Regions from separate parts of the Mus musculus genome. Here region 1 is linked to region 2. A link is a contact called in public Hi-C data. All regions are on one chromosome and are shown on one strand. Each heading gives the region's core, a stretch centred on a gene start, on an enhancer-like site or on the middle of the called end of the contact. The rest is flanking DNA. Distances are from core to core; before and after follow the strand shown. Region 1 overlaps Frmd4a (FERM domain containing 4A). Region 2 overlaps Frmd4a (FERM domain containing 4A).

Evidence for each region. Hi-C and Micro-C count contacts between places; a contact is called where the count stands out from the background.
Region 1: a Hi-C map of the N1E-115 cell line shows a contact between it and region 2, with 3 times the contacts expected there. The contact joins two enhancer-like sites. A contact is called at or near these places in 2 of 484 Hi-C or Micro-C datasets (the N1E-115 cell line and uterus), 2 of 115 datasets of contacts at active chromatin or transcription factors (embryonic limb bud and pancreatic cancer cells) and 1 of 9 other capture datasets (adipose tissue).

The regions. Positions count from the first base shown.
Region 1 is chr2:4,551,778-4,557,032 of GRCm38.p6, forward strand. The region is part of intron 11 of Frmd4a (FERM domain containing 4A); the gene reads left to right. Among named protein-coding and RNA genes, the nearest start is that of Gm13179, 40 kb to the right of the region's middle. RefSeq lists an enhancer at 4,367-5,255. Within about 2 kb of position 3,579, at least 88 of the 459 cell types and tissues checked have an H3K27ac peak or open chromatin away from gene starts, as enhancers often do. A contact at or near this core is called in the N1E-115 cell line, where this site is marked.
Region 2 is chr2:4,296,122-4,301,811 of GRCm38.p6, forward strand. All of the region lies in intron 1 of Frmd4a (FERM domain containing 4A), which reads left to right. Among named protein-coding and RNA genes, the nearest start is that of Gm39752, 52 kb to the left of the region's middle. RefSeq lists an enhancer at 1,206-5,335. Within about 2 kb of position 2,875, at least 137 of the 459 cell types and tissues checked have an H3K27ac peak or open chromatin away from gene starts, as enhancers often do. A contact at or near this core is called in the N1E-115 cell line, where this site is marked.

The DNA of each region.
Region 1 (5,255 bases), core at 2,329-4,828, 260 kb after region 2:
TTCATCCTTGCTGAAGCTTCTAAACTCTTTCTGCAAGAAAAAGCTGACATGGAGAGGAGAAAGTCATCTAGAGACAGCTCCTCAGGGGAAGAAGACAACAAGAAATCAAATCTAGTGGAGGAGGGGAGCAAATGGTCTGTTTCTCTCCAGGCTCTGTTAAGGATTGGCTGGCCTCCTAATGATTCTTAAGCTAAATGAAACTAAAAGGTTTTTGATGGGTTAAAAAGAGGCCATCCATTAAAAGGTCCATGTTCCGCGCTCTGGGCATCTGTCACTGGGTTAACCATGTTAGTTTGGAGTCCCTGGTGTCTGACAGTGAAAGGGGAGGGGAGACCAGGCTGAGTAAACACATTGAGTCCATTAGATCTGGCTGTGGAGAAAAAGTAGCCATTGTTCTAGTTGCTGGGTGTGCAAGCATCTCCAAGAGGAAATAGATGCTTGTGAATGCTGAATAAAGTATGGAGGACATGTGCCTCTATTCACTGCCTGTGGTCATAGTTTGTTAATTTGGAAGGGCCTAATTTGGTCCCCATGGTGTCTAACCTCACTAAGTTCTATTATAGGAGAACATTTGATTTTTCAGATCAATATTCTGAGATTAAATGTCATAGCAGGACAATGGTCAAGATGATCCCTGGTCACATTGCGATGGGATTGGGGTTGTGGCTTGGTAGGGTGCTTGCCTAGTATGCATTGTAACATCACAAATCGATGCAATTTGGGGTGATTCATGTGATGGAGATGATATAAAGAGAGTTATATATACATCAGCAGGTGACAGAATCCGCTAGAAATGACTGGGACAAACAACTCAAAGAGAATATCTTGAACTCTGCCCAAATAGAATGAAGAGCCTTGGGCTAGGCTCATGCTTACCATGTGAAAATTTCAGTTGAGAAGATAAGATTTGGGGGATGGTAAAGGCACTTGTCACCCAGTCTGATAGCCTGAGTTCTATCTCTGGAACCCACAGAGTAGAAGAAGAGAAACAACGCCTACACTTTGTCCTCTGACCCACCCCCCGCCCCCCCTGCCCCAGACAGCCTTTCTCTGTCTCTGTCTCTGTCTCTCACACACTAAATAAATAAATAAATAAATAAATGTAAAACATGTAAGGAAAATATTTTAATACCCTTGGTAACATATTCATCATCTTTCAAAAAAATTGTGCAAACTTGAACTTTAGCTGGTACATGAGAAAACTAGAAGCAGCATTTTCATGTTTTACATTAGGAAGGAGAGTAGTGTGTACTGAGTAACAAGAAACAGCCATCAGAATAGTGAGCAGTGGCTGAACGCTGACTAGACACTCTGTATCTACTGATGCATTAGTTCAGCAGCATTATAGGAAAGTATTGTTATTCATAGTATTAGTTCTAAAATGAATAAAGACACAAAGTTTCTAAAGATACATAGCCATCAAATACTTGATAGATACTATGCCTTTGAATCCTGTGCTCTTAATGTCTATTATTTTGTTTTATTTTTGTTGTTGTTATTTGCTTATTGTTGTTGTTGTAATGAATCCAAGAGAATGGTATTGAGTTGTTTTGAATTTGCAATGCCAGCTCTGACCTATATATGCACAGAATATATGACTATCTCATTTTAGAGATTCGAATTTAAAAGGCTTTGCACGTTCAGGGCCAGAAGGGAGAACCTTTGACTGCCAGGCCAAGGTTATCTTGTTGTTGTCTTTGTGTTGGCTAGGTTTTTGTCAACGTGGACATAAGCTAGACTCATCTGTCAATAGGGAACTTCAGCAAAGTAAATGCCTCTGTAAGACGAGCCTGCAAGGTAGCCTGCCTGTGAGGCGTTTCCTTCATCAGTGATGGATGGTGAAGAGCCAGGCTCATTATGGGCAGTGCTATCCCTGGGAAAGTGATCCTGTTTGTGGGGAGGCAGTGGGGAGCTAGTAGGCAGCATTCTTCCATGGCTCCTACTTCAGTCCCTGCTGCAAGATTCCTGCTTTGAGTTCCTACCCTGAATTCCTTTGATGATGGAGTGACCTGAGAGTTGGCAATGGAAGCTGGCCTTCATTGTCCACGGCGATTAGTTAGTTCCAGAGCCTTGGGTTAGTAAACCCCTTACATAAAATAATGCAGTATTTGCCTATGACCCATTATGATTGTCTCTATACTTTCACTTCTTTCAGTTCTAGAAGCAGGGTTTCACTGTTTAACTGAGCCTGGCCTGGGACTCTCTACACTGTGCATCCTAATCTGGATTCAAACTGCCAACAATCTTCTGCCTCAGCCCTTTGAGTACTAGGATTATAGATGGAAGCCAACATGTTCAGGTTCCCAAATACTTTAACTCATGTCTATCAGGTTTGTAGTGCTTAATTCAGTAGAAATGCTATGGAAGTAGTTATGGTATGATATCCATTTGGGAATAGTGACAAGATTTAAAATAACAAAAACAAAAAACAAAAAAACAGTGTTCAGTCCATATAATTTTTTTCAAATATTTTCAACCCCTGGGCGGAAGGACGAGCAGACGCATACACTGTGGGGTGAAGGGATAGCTGTAGAAATACATGCTGGGGGCTGGTGAGATGGCTCAGTGGTTAAGAGCATCAACTGCTCTTCCAAAGGTCCCGAGTTCAGATCCCAGCAACCACATGTGGCTCACAACCATCTGTAACAAAAATCTGATGCCCTCTTCTGGAGTGTCTGAAGACAGCTACAGTGTACACACATATAATAAATAAATAAGTCTTAAAAAAAATACACGCTGGGTGTCGTGTTCTTCCTCTTGCCCAGGAGCATAGCCAGTACCAAGCAGACATCCACAAATGCCAGTGGATAAAAGAGCTTAGATTAGATGGAGATCTGTGGTCGACCACAATACCTCTGCCTCTCTTTTCTTTATAAATAGAGTAAACCATATTGGACGCCTACAAAAGTATTTGTGTCCATATTTAAAATGGACACAAAGTCCCAACTCTTCTTCCTCATTCGGATGCCTGCTTCTGTCTTCTCCCATACATTCCCGGGATGCACGAGACCAAGTCCCCTGCATGCACGACATTGGGAATTTTCTGTGGCACCTCTATTTGATGCCTCATTTTTTTAATGTCCTGATAGAAAGATAAACGCAGGGAGTCATGTGTGATGGTGTCTCAGGAAAGAGCAGAAGTGAAATTAGGAAGTGGGGTTTGTTTTTGTTTTTTATTTTGTTGTTTTGTTTTTGTCTTTCTGTCTTGTTCTGTGCTTGGGGACCATTACTATATGTGTCCTCCTCTTTGAGAACTTGGGCGTGTTTGGAATGTACGCAACATCATGTGCCATCAGATGGCCAAAGCTAGTCTCTCTAGGATCTGAAGCATCATTGTTCTTGCTCTTCACTGGGGCTTTGTGGCACAATAGAAAAAGACCAGGACAAGAAGTCACAAGCCAGGTCCCAACATCAATCACATACTTAACCTCTGGCGGCTCTGAGTCTCTGCCCACCAGAGCAACTTCATCTGGGAAAGGAGGACGCGATCCAGATGGCTGATTGGATTCTGTATAATGGTCCCTCTGGATGAAGCAGGAAGTTACTCACAGGGAGGTCATTTAGGGGCTCTATGACTCAGCCTCGGGGACAGGAGGAAGACAAGGCTCCCTAAAGTCCTGGTGGAGAATCAGAGCCATTAGGCTGGGCTTCCTCTCAAGTCGTTATTTCTACACCATCCTGACAGCCTGCCGCCTACTCCACATGCCAGCCCACAATGCTTCACAAGTGCTGGCTGGAGAGGAAGTCCAGTGGAGCCGAGGCCTCGTCCTCAGCCATGCACAGGATGTGTGAATCTAGTGGACTAATTGGAGCCAGGGTCTGGGAGGCCCCTGCTCATTAAGGATTTATAGAGCACCTTGTCATATTCAGGGCCCAAAGACAATAGTTATTAGCCACTTTTGTTTGCTCTCCATGGATAAATGTTTCCCTTCTTGGTTTTATACATGAGGGCACTTGGGACCAGAATGAGACAGTAGAGGACCTGTGACCCTAGGAAGCCTAGGTCAAAGGCTGAGAGCCCTTATCTGGGACCATTGGGGTTCCAATGATGGTAGCAAACACTGGTTTAGTAAAACCCCTTCCTGATGGTTCCTCTAAGCCATCTTTAGAAACCTCTTAACTCGTACAATTACCACAATCCTTATTATCAGAGACAGGGACTTGATAGTATCTGAGGCTGATCCTCTTGCCTCAGCCTTCTGAGTGATGGGCTCACAAGCAAGAGCCACCATGCTAGGTTAACGCTTTTATTTCCTACGCAAGCTCCAGTCATAACTAAGGCTATTGTTATATCCCCACGTCCATTCATAACTAAGACTATTGTCGTCTCTTAGTCTCTGACTGAGGCTGCTGAGTGTTGAGGCAGGTGCTCTGTAGAGCCTGGATGAAGGTAGATCTACAAGAAAGGAGGACACATGTATTATTCGTATTATTATTATATTTATAGTGTGAAAGCAAAGCAGAGTGATCATGTCTGGGAGAACAAGCCTGGCTGGAAGCCCCTTTCTCACAGCCGCCGCCTGGTTGCTCCTTTGTGAGAAAGCACTCCACTTGTAAAGTTAACCACGCATCAGTGAGTGAGAGCTGTTCTCGCTAATTGGCGGGGTCCCGGGAACGCAGCATAATTAGCAGCTGGAGTAATGGACCAGGTGCCTTGGACTTCTATTTCTGGTTCCTTCGGAAACCAGTTGTGTGGCCCGAGGCAGTTTCCCCTCACTTCTTGTGTGCCTTGTTTCTTTTCCTTCACCCTCAAGAAAATTTGCAGTTTTTCTTCACAAAGGGCAGGGAGGGGGCTGCTCAGTGAGCAAGGAAACAAAAGTGTCTGTGGGGATTTGTGGAGATGCATAGCCAAAATGCCCTGATTTAACAGGTATTGATCAGTAGAAACTCTGATTATTGATAGGACCACATAGTTGAGTTTATAATTAGATTGTTGGGCATAGAAGTAGCTGAAGTCTTTAGGGAGCTAGCCCAGTCATTGCCACGACTGTCTGGTGTGTCTTTATGACACATCCCAAATCATAGTGCCAGGGATGGGTTGTCGTCTCTGCAAACCAGGGCATGGGGGCTCCTCCTGAGCAGCCCCCAGGGATGGTGCAGTACCAGCAGAGTGAGAGCTCATCCCCCGATATTTACAGGAAAACAGGAAACTGGACATCTCCCCTTTGCCTCTCTCCATATTGTCGGTTTTTATTGGTCTGTTTGGTTGCTTTTGTTTTGTTTTGTTTTGGATTTTTGGTTTTGGTTGGTTGGTT
Region 2 (5,690 bases), core at 1,625-4,124:
CACTCCAGCCCCTTCCTCCCACAGGAAACCACCCGGCCTGATGACCTGCCCTCCCAGGGCTCTGTCAGATGAGCAGAGTAGAAGGGATGAGTTCACTGTGAGCCACTTACAGTTCTCAGTAAGAGTGTACTGTGTGGACTTGCAAGGGGCAGAAGGATTTAGCCTCACCACTGGCCATTCACAAACCTGGCAACAGCTGGATAAGCACCAGGCTCACCTTGGGGATGGGTGGGGCTGGGGAGCAGTCTACATTTATGTGGCCAGGCCCAGGGTTCCGTCAGTGTCTCTTTTGTCCTGGGTGTAGCTTTTAGCATGTAGCAGTAGGCCCATTGCTCTGATTCGCAATGTTCTGTATGCAATTGTGAGTATGTGACAAGCACACACACAAACATACAGACATATATGAATGCATACATATAAAAATACAAGCACATGCAAACAAACGTACTTATATACAAACACATGTACTTACTCAAACATATACATACATGCAAACATACATTCATACTTATAAACACAAACACATATGTACTCTGATTTTTATATATATACACACACATACATATATATTTATATGTATATATACATACATGTATATTGTATATATGTATATATACATATATGTATATGTTATATACACACATATATATATATTATATACATACACACACACATGTACAGAGATATTCATGCATAGGCACACACATACACCAGACAGGCTCTTTCCTTCTCCCTGTCTCTTTCCACCAGCACTGGTGTCATAAACTGCTTTCTGTCCCACAAGCCATCACCCCCATGCCATCTTTCACACCCTATTGTCAGTGACCTATAATACAGCTTAGACTTGATGCGCCTTGCTTTGGCACATTGAAAACATTGATTTTCCTACAATGCAGTTCACTTCATTCCTCAACGGCTTCACCCAAGACTTTCATGTAAATGTTTTTCTCTGGACTGGAAGGAAATGTTCCAAATAAACAAACAAACCCTCCGTCCGCATGAGCGCTCTAGTCCTTAAGCGTTAAGCCGAGCAGCGTGAGGAGCTGGAGGGTGAGGATGCCTCCCCAGGACTCCAGCCCCACAACTCACTGACGCCTAGCCTGTGGTGTCTTCCCTGGCTGTCCAGGGCCCTCTCGACTGTTCCCTGATGTACATGACCTAGGGTGGCTGTGACCTACTGAAGATGCAGTCTCTGAGATAAACCTGTTCCTGATCCTTCCTCTTCGTCCCATCCTCGCTCAGCCTCCCTCACTTCCCAGTCAACTCTTAGTACATTGTCGACACTGGTCCTGAACCCACTGCTTCACAGAGCCTTTCCCATTCTGCCCTCGTCCCTGCTGTGTGGCTCTTTATCCTCTCCCTGTCACTTGGCTGGCAGAGGACTGTGTAAAACTGGAGGCTGTCACTCATCCTTGTCCCTCCCCTTGGCTCCATCAGTGCCTTATGTGGAACTTGTCTTGGAATCCACAAGGCCCTGGCCTACCGTAGGTGACCTGTCTCTGAGCACTTCTTACTCAACCCCTCTTTGAGTCCCTGAAGCAGGGTCTCACTGCCCCATCTCCATCTCTTTTGGACTGTCGGTGGCCTAGAGTCAAGCCTGGGTGACATGCCAGCAGCAGATCCAGAGACTTTGAAACTGCCCATCTAACCAATCCTGTAGCAGGCAGCTTCTGTAAGGCCATTAAGAGGGTCTCCTTTCTAGACTCTGAAACTGCTGGATGCCCTGTGATGGGTGACCATAGAATAGGCCAAGTTGGACCCCGCAGTTACACAAAGTTACTTTGGTTTACAGTTGAGTTCTGACCTGCCCATCTGTATACTCTGCTCACCTTACTCAAACAGGAAGGCTGTTTCTTCACCAGTTAAACACAAACAATGGAAGCCATTTGGTTCATTGAGGGTAGCCTTTGGAAACCTCCCAGCCCGGTGTCTGGTAACTAAGCAAGCATCCATCCAGTCTCCTCCCCTCAAGTGGTCATATCAGTATGAGTGTCTGTCCCCTCCTGGGAAACATACCTGTGTTTTAATAATGAAAATAAGTAATGGATAATAACGCTGTAGATTCCGTAGGGAACCTGAAATGCAGGGTCTCAGAATTCCATGGATAGACTATCAGATACTTCTGGGCAAACTGACTACTCAGAACCGTGAGGTCATAAGGAAGAGCTGAACATTTATTCTCCAGGGGCTGGGGAGAGCTTCCTAAGTGGGAGGAAACTTTTCTACTTATAGAAAGCATGACCGTGCCCCCGCCACATTGGGGAGGGGGTGGAATGTGCTGGGCCTCAATGTGTGCGGAGTCTGGCTCAGGGTTATTTTGATTTCCATTAACATTCTCTTCTATACGTATTTAACCATAATTGAACACATGTGCTTCTGTTTTATTTGCACTCAGTTCATCAAAGTGTCCCTTACAAGTCTGAACTATACCACCAGAGCCTCTAGTTTTTCAGCGAAACCCCCACTAATACCCCTGGGAAACAGGAAGTTGCATTTACTGAAATATAAATAAATTCAGCTCCCAAGGGCTTTGCCGGGGCTGGGGTCACAGGAGAGGCAACCATGTACTGTATTCTCTCAGAACACAACCCTGGAAGAACAAAACCCTGTAACTCCGGACATATAAGTGTTTGCATCCATCCTTTGTTCAAAGCTGTGACACCTTCTAGTGTGATTGTGGAAAATCAAGAGACCCTACAGACTGGGGTGAATGTCTGAGTATCGGTGCAGATGTAGCCTCTGCTCTGGGGACAAATGACATGTAACCTGAAACCTCTCTCCAAAGATATCCAAGGGCTCCTTCTCTCGCAGCCTCTCCCCTCTCGCTCACCCTCTGCTCGCCCCAACCGCACACATGGAACCAATTATGAACAAAGCCTGATTGTTGTACACTCGGACTTTCCCACGTGGGCCCGCTGCTTTCTTTAACTGCCTCTTAGTGTGTGTCTGCGTGGGAGGACCCTGCCCACCGTTCGTTCCAGCCCAGCACCACAGCTTCCCAGTCCTCCAGGTCTCTCTGCTCTGATTCATTCCTTAACAGCATAAAACCTCTCTTCCCTTCCCGCCCACCCCCATTTCCTATTAGGTTTGTCTGAATAAACAGAACTTTCTTTTCCATCACTCTAAATAAACTGAGCTCAGGGGTTTGTGGAGAATAAAGAAAAGCTAGTTCCCAGCATGGGAGCAACATCAGGCTAAGCCTGGGATCCCCTCAGAGGAAGTGACCGTCACTTCATGAAAACCAGGGCAGACGTGTGTGTGTGTGTGTGTGTGTGTGTGTGTGTGTGTGTGTGTGTGTGTGTATGAGTGTGTATGAGTGTATGTGAATGTGAGTGTATGAGTATGTGTATGTATGAGTGTGTGTGTAGAACTTTTTTCTTTTCCTCAAGAGAAGCAAACAAAAATTCCATTACTTGTGACCTTTCTCTGCAATGGAAGTGAGCTGATTTGAGGAGGTGAATTGATAGGAATGGGGTGGGGGTGTTAACTGGCGATGTAGCCATTACAAATGCTATAGAATGTTAAAACTATAGCCTACTTGAACCACCTGTTGAAATGCCACCTTAATCAGAAAAGAATCGGCTGATGTGGCAGATGTGGATGAAGCTGCGCTTGAGTCTTCTCAAAGCTTTGTGAAACCACACGTGACTTAGTCCTGCTCGCTAGCAGGCATAAAAAGCGAATGTCCTAGAGCAAATGTGGCGTCTCAGCAGGTGAGGGCACTTGCCACCAAACCTGAAGATTTGTGTTTGGTCCCCCGGACTGACGGCTAGAAGGAGAAAACTGATTCCCGGGTATTGTCCTCTGACCGCACCACTACTGGGGAGTTCCCCAAGCCGACACCCCCATGCACACAGGCACACAAAATAAAAAAATAATGTAAAAAATTTAAACAAACAAACAAAAAACAACATTCTAAGCACATTTGCACAAGGTGGGGCACACACAACAACTTTGGTCTGATTCATCTGAACCATGCATACAAAGGTAGCAAAGACAGGTTTCTTTCTCCCACCACAACCCCCACCTCCCTTCCTGTGGACTGCATTCATATAATTAATTTGATGCGTACATTTATTTTCTGTTGGAGGCACTAGTGGGAAAAAACATTCGTGTCTGATGTTCAGTTTCATAGAGGTAATTTATGAATCCAAAGAGACCCTCAATCCTCCTGTGTATTGTTCCTAGTCTTCAAATATTTTTTAATGTTTAGAAGAGAATGAAATCAGAATGCAGGATTTTGAATTAATCTCTGCTGCAGATGTAGGGGAGATTCCACTTAGTCCTTTTAAGGGAAGCACGTGACCTACTGTACAGCCGAGGGGCTTGGGCATCACGTGGTGGGGTGAATAATGCGTCCGATACTCCCTTGATGAGACAACTGACCTGGTTGCCATCCGAAGCCCGGAGAAGCCAAGTTGACATTTCTGGATCATTCTCCTCACAAGCACCACGTACCCACTCCTGGGGCAGCAGGTCACGCTGAGCCAGAGCTGCAGGGACAGCTAGAAGGAAGCTGAAGGCGCTGCTTCACACAGCTGAAGTTGGAGAACTTGGGCTGTTTTCCTTTCTCCCCCATCCCCCACCTCCTGACCAACCACATCTTAATTCACTGGGCAGAAAACGCTTTCAGCGTTTAGATATTTGGGAAACCTCTCCAGAAGACCACAGTTTAGCTCTGAGAAGGACGCTAGCTAGTCTCTCTTTGCTACTAGCAACACACACACACACACACACACACACACACACACACACACACACACACACACACACGATCACTCCCAGCTCCACACCATGGTAGTTCAGACTGCCGTGACTCCAAACAGACCTCAGAGACTTCTGAAAATACCTTATGGATCTCTGAGAAGGCGCAGCGTGGAGAGGGTAAGCTACGTGGCTGTAGTCGGCTGTTTGTTTTCATTAAGCAGTTGCTACAGACTAGAGATGCTGGTTTACATTGTGCTACTGCTACTGATGTTGCTACTGATGTTTTTCCTGGGCAATAGGGGAACTTCCTGCGGCTGCAGATACGATTCTATTTTCTATATGGTGATGTTCTCTCTCTCTCTCTCTCTCCCTCTCCCTCTCCCTCTCCCTCTCCCTCTCCCTCTCCCTCTCCCTCTCCCTCTCCCTCTCCGTCTCTCTCTCTCTCTCTCTCTCTCTCTCTCTCTCTCTCTCTCTCTCTCTCTCTCTCTCTCTCTCTCTGAACAAATAAGGCTGAGAATTCTGAAATGGAAATGTCTGTCAGTTGCAGATGCCAGAGGAAAGATGAAATGGGAAGGTAGAGCCGTCTGTCCCCGTGGAGCTTGTTAAGAAGTGTGTCAGGGCTTAGAGCCGACTGCGCCTGTGCTCACTGAAACAGCACCCAGTTTCCTTTGCTGGGTGAAAAAGAAGGCAAAGGTGGTATGAAGGGGCTTAGGCAAGCTAGTGTCAGTTACCAAGCCGGTTTAAAGGACCCTGCTCATCCTTACTTGTTTTTGTTGTTGTTCTTTCAAAGATAGTGCTCTGCTTTGGGCTCTGTTCTTTCATAATCCTACCGATTTCGGCAGAAGTGACTGTTAATTTCCTGAAAGCATATGCCCTGCATGGTAGCCTCTGGCAGAGAAGAACCTATAAAGAAGTAATGATTTATTTCAACTGTAGGAAGGAATAGCCTTTTGAGGGTGGCTGTCGTTTATGCAAAGTGGGAG